2 separate regions of the Anas platyrhynchos genome follow, and region 2 is linked to region 1. Evidence: chromatin contacts called from public Hi-C data. All regions are on one chromosome and are shown on one strand. Each heading gives the region's core, a stretch centred on a gene start, on an enhancer-like site or on the middle of the called end of the contact. The rest is flanking DNA. Distances are from core to core; before and after follow the strand shown.

Region 1 (2,771 bases), core at 141-2,640:
AAAGGTACGCCTGTGGCTCTGAAGTCACCAGCTGCAAGAAATCCCAATCTCAGAGTGCCAGCGCCACCTTCCTGCCAAGGATTCAGTCGCAGGCTCTGAAAACGGAGGCGCACACCAAGGGCTGCTAGCGTTTGCTCAAGTCCAAAGCCGCACGGCTTTCTGGCTAGATAAGACACCGGTGTGCTCCGGGAGGCTGATGCTGATGGTCCCACTGCCCTGACCGCCTGTCCCCAGACTTCCCCAAGCGTCCCGCACTGCAGCGCCGGGAGGAGATGGTCAGATCTCCTCCTGTCACCGCAGCACGCTCATGATTCTGCTCCCCTCAGCGAGCAACCAGCAAAAAGCTCTTCCAAGGAAAAGAGTTTAAAACTCACAGGAAGACACTGGAAATTAAATTTAACCCAGCCTCCTTCTAGAAGCTGTATTTTTTTTTTTTTCCTTAATGTTAGAAGACAGCCTTTCTGCTGAGGAAAAAAAAAAAAAGTTTAATTGTTTTCTTGGGTGTAAAGACTTCTCTCAGTAATTTGCTAAGCCAGGGAAAAAAAAGTTTCTCCCATACAAGTACTTTTTCCAAAGGAAAACATTACTGCAGCAAGACTTTAAAAAACAAACAAGATGTTAGTGGGTGTTATAAAGATTACCTAAAAGTAACATTTAGGTCTAGTAAAATGTCATATTTCGGGGACTTAAATATTTATATTCCTCACCACTCAGAACCAGGAATTCAATGCACCTTTAAATCAGCAAGGGAAAGACTAAAACAGCCACCAGCTCCCTGGAAGAGAGGCTAAGTTCCTGGCTGATGAAACCTGCAAGCCACTAAGGAGCTCCACAGACAGGAGCCCAATAGGAAACCCATCTCTTCTTCCTGTGTTGAAAGGCCCACAGCTACAATTGGCAATATCGTCTGCGTGAAAGGAACCAGCAACACAAAAACTGCATCTCAAAGAATTTTGGAGTTATGAAGTGTGCCAGAATGGGTGTGCTTAAAGCTACAATGTACTGTTTAGGTATAGACATGGTGCAGAACTGACATCAGCAGAGGAACTGATTCTTTTTTACGGTCTCAAAGTGCAGTAAATATGACATGAAAAGACATATACTACTCCAGTCAAGTATATTCTGAGCTTCTCCAGTTTATTCCTCTAAAGCAACTGCCACCAAGGGCTTCTCTCGATGCTACCTACAACAGAAAAATAAATCTACCCCTCTGAACCATTTTAGGTGCTTGAATCATTTACTCCATATACCACAAGCATAATTTCACTTCAGTAACCAGATAGTACAAGTAATGGCCTACACATTTTTATGTCTCCTTTTCCTCAGTTTCTACCTCAGATGGATGTGGAAACAAAGTCCCACAGCAAATCATGACATATTTCTGTTCAAGTGTAACTTCAATACTAAAACATTCCAAAGCAATGAGTTTCTTCTTTAATACAGTTTTGTAGACAGCAGTGCATCAGATGATTCAGATAAAAAAAAAAAAAAAGGAAAGGCCCTTGAACATTTCAAGACTTGCTCTCCCCTGCAATCCTCAGGTTAGAAGTGGAATAGCAACTACTGCAAAAGGATGTGACCTTTTAATCGCATCCAGGAATCTGGCACTTGCCTGTCCTCACTACATGGATTAAAGACATGTGACGAGTGAGGAAGAGATGAAGTAGAATTAAAGGGCAGTACATGCCTAGGTTACCCATCTCTGTGAATATGCACAAAACCAGATTTATCAGAGCAAAGAAAGGAGTTTGGATTGTACTTCATAGCAGAGTAGACTGCATGTGGTATTAAAATCTCTCACCTATTTACCCATCCATACACTATGAATTTTAGCTACTTCATTGCTGAAGCTATTAGTGAGCTGTCTACCTTCTGATCTTGAAACACACTGAAATTAAAGCCAGATCACCAGCATTACAGATTTTTGTATGTAAAAATGTATAGACACACACACTTGCAATGAGTATTTAGATAAAGGGAAGAAAAAATGCAAATGAAGAAATAAAAAGACAAAGATAAAGGAACTTTGGATGGAGACAGAAAACACACAAATATAACAGCATGAGAATTTGTCAAATAATAATAATAAAGTATTTTAAACTTGCAAGTTTTGAAAATTTCAATTATTTACGCTCAAGTTCGAAATACTGTACTTCACATTGCTTGCCTTGATCTGAGGGGCATTCAGTCTGAATACATTTAGCTGCTTAAAAAGCAGCAGCAGCAGCTTGAGCTCTGAAGTGAGTGTGTACGTGTGTGCCCTCATGGGGGCTACTCAGCAACTGCATGCCCCATGAGCTCTGCTTGCACAGCACAGTCAAGGAGCAGTCACACCAGGATGGATGGCTGAAGTACATTCACACAGTATGAACTGGAATGTCACAGCCAGCACTCCTGAAGGAGCGGTAGGGTGCAGGGAAAAGGCGCTGACATGCCTTGCACCCAAATCCTGCTGTTTCTCCCTGCTTAGATCCCCAAATCACCCCTTCTATCACTTTGGGAAGCTCCTTCTCCCTACCCAGTGGATGGCTCCAATAGCTAAAGCTGAAGCCTCCTGCAACCCTACCCATTTCCTGTCAGGAGTGTTCCTACATACATATAAATGTATAATATGTATATATATATTTAATATCAATTACAGGGAAGACAGGGCAGTCTTTCAAATGTCAACATATTGTACAAACAGGAAGTGGCACTGCAGCAACAGGTCATTAAAGAAGTCTGCAGACCAACCAAGAGTCAGGAAAGTCATCTGAAAAAAATGACAGAAA
Region 2 (2,771 bases), core at 140-2,639, 270 kb after region 1:
TCCTTAAGATTTACAGAGAAGGGTTGTTCATTTTACTGATTTGTTTGAGCATGTGGGATTTCTCAAAAGGAAGGGCGAACTGGGTGCTATCACAAGCAGCTATCAGATAGCAGCAGCCTAAAATTCCATGTATATGAAAAAGGAATATAGGCATGAATAGCAATAAGGGGTTAAAGTAGTATAATTACTCTGTTGCTACTCCAGATATTAAAATATGAGAGGAGCCACAGAAAATATTAGACATCATGAATTCAACATCTCAATGTATAATTTATCTGTTTAAAAGTAGTTTTGAATTTCCCATATCCTACAAGGATAAGTGTAGGTATAGTATCATATTTCTGCAAAATCCTAATAAGAGTTTTGTATTGCCTGAATTCAGGTGAAACACGTGGCTTTATTAGACTTCAAAACAAACAGCCTAGACATTCAAAATACCACATTGAAACAGAGGTCTAAACAAATTCCCGAGCAATTCACTTTAAATACATGCTCTGTACTATCATGCTACACAATGGAGAAAAATTTTCTCATTTAGGAGCTGAGTCATAAAGACACTATCCTGCTGGTTAATGGGATGTTCCAGAGGATGCAAGTAAATAGTCGTCCAAGTACAACTTCAAAAAGGCATGTGTCTTCAGTGATAAGTTTTTTTTTTTTTACTGTTCTTATTCCCACTGCAACTTTTATGAACAACTGCAGCCTTCAACATAAAAATGAAAGATTTTAAAATTTAAATATTAAAAAATCCTACATAGAAGCAAATACTGTATGCTTGTTCTGTTCTTGCCCAGAGAAGTTAAATATGCTAAATATCCAACTCCAAGGAGACACAGATCCTTTTGCTTTTGTTCCTTATCTGTAGGAAGAGGATATTATGTCTTCATTTCGGAGGGATGTTATAGATGAATCCTTTAAATATTTGTGGGATGTTACAGCAGCAAGAAAATAGAGCCAACAAACACAAAGTGTTCACAGATAAGATGAGAAGGACCACAGAGAATCAAGTTTGAGCTACTGCTTTAGCTGAAAGCTAAACCTTAAAACTTGATCCTTGCCATGCAATTATCCCTCTTCCCATCTGAGAAATGGAAGACTACTATGCTTCATCATTCACTCAGTGAACTGGAGACCATCAGCCACATATGCAGCACCACTGAGTCATGACCAGACCCTTCCACCAGCAATGATCATTACCATTTTCTTGCTGCAAACCAAACAAGCTAAGTCATTTCTTTGATTTCACCAAACTGAAGAGTTGAATATCAATGTTTCAAAATCCTTTGTTTCCTCATGGAATGAGGAAATACCCGATTCATACATTATATAACATGGTGACTTCATGCTGTCACATCAAGCAGTAGTCCTGTAAGGCAGAAGTCACGGCTGCACTGGATACCACACATCACACTCGATAGAGGGGGGCATTCCTCCTCTGCTTTTCCACACCAAGCCTCTCCCCTACTCCCAAACAGAAGCTCTGCAGCTTTTCATGTTTCAGAGCCCTTTCTCAAACAGAAATAGCTGCCTCCTCACTACCACCTCCACCATCCTAAGCATGGCCGCTGTCCCAGAGGTACAAGACTCCCTTCTGACAGGGCTGATATAAGCAGTCCTGTTCTCTCTTTGTACTTAGGTTTGTAGCCCAATGCTGGCCCCCACACACATAAACATAGGTGCCTGGGCTTGGGTACCCAAAAACTGGTCTGTTTTTACCACCTGTAGCAGCCCAGCTCTGAGACAGATGTTACTATGTATAGTGTTTTTTTCCCCTCATGTCCTTGCACAGCTCTATCAAAATGACTACACACAACTCACCACACAACGACAACAAAATCTCAGAACACCACAATTTACTCTCTGGAAAGATTAAATAGATCACAAGTTCTGCAAGCATATTTATCCGATTTCAGCATGTAAAATATGCAGCATTCCTAGCCCAGCTCATAAAGCTTTTAGCAGCTATAAGGATCTCTTCTTTTTCCAAATGTTGGGGAGTCTTCCTAGCAGGCTTTCAGAGGCCTTTTACTCAAAAAGAAATACTGTCTGTACGGGCCAGGAAATCATTTCTTTAGGCAAATGTTAGACTACAAGTTCCAAAGGACTGAGATGCTTTGAAAGCTGGTCTGCCAACTGACTTTGTCCCACTTTGAAAACAAAAGCAACTCTTTAGAAAGCACTTTCTTAAAGCTGTTAATCCTTTAAAAAGAAACAATTCTTAAATTATCTGCCCTATGAAAGCAAACAACAGAGCCCAAGGGAGTCTTTCTGTAAGGTTTACATAGCAATTTGAATAGGTTCCTTCTAAAATGTACACGATATGCAAATAACTGTTACAGAGCAGTAACACGTGAAAACACATCTTTTATGCTGTTTTATTGAACATGTAAATGAAGAACACTTAACTCATGTTCAGGAAGCACAGGCAACTACAAAATACATTCTACGGAAAAAAAGTTATTTAGGAAACAAAAGATCAAACCCCCTGCCTTCAGGAGTTACAGCTTACTGTTAAAAAAAAAAAAAAAACTCAACTCATTCATTAAGAGCATCAAAGAGGAAAGTGATGGCAATTTTTGTCACACTGAGACTACATAACCCATAAACATTGAGCTACTGGTACTCCACATTTGGTTATACGCACTCCATGGCATAAGTACCATTTAAAATAATTACTACCTCAGCTATGTCCACTGCAGCAGGGATTTAGGGAACTGCTGAATTCAGCTAATCTCCACAGTCAGTGCTGCTCACCATCTTGAAGATAAACC

What was found. A called contact is a pair of places that touch in the nucleus more often than the background predicts.
Region 2: a Hi-C map of subcutaneous adipose tissue shows a contact between it and region 1, with 3 times the contacts expected there. The contact joins two enhancer-like sites. A contact is called at or near these places in 3 of 8 Hi-C or Micro-C datasets (liver, skeletal muscle and subcutaneous adipose tissue).

The regions. Positions count from the first base shown.
Region 1 is chr3:41,617,716-41,620,486 of IASCAAS_PekinDuck_T2T, forward strand. No RefSeq gene overlaps it. Among named protein-coding and RNA genes, the nearest start is that of TRNAM-CAU, 230 kb to the right of the region's middle. Within about 2 kb of position 1,391, at least 1 of the 8 cell types and tissues checked has an H3K27ac peak or open chromatin away from gene starts, as enhancers often do.
Region 2 is chr3:41,889,197-41,891,967 of IASCAAS_PekinDuck_T2T, forward strand. No RefSeq gene overlaps it. Among named protein-coding and RNA genes, the nearest start is that of TRNAI-UAU, 15 kb to the right of the region's middle. Within about 2 kb of position 1,390, at least 5 of the 8 cell types and tissues checked have an H3K27ac peak or open chromatin away from gene starts, as enhancers often do.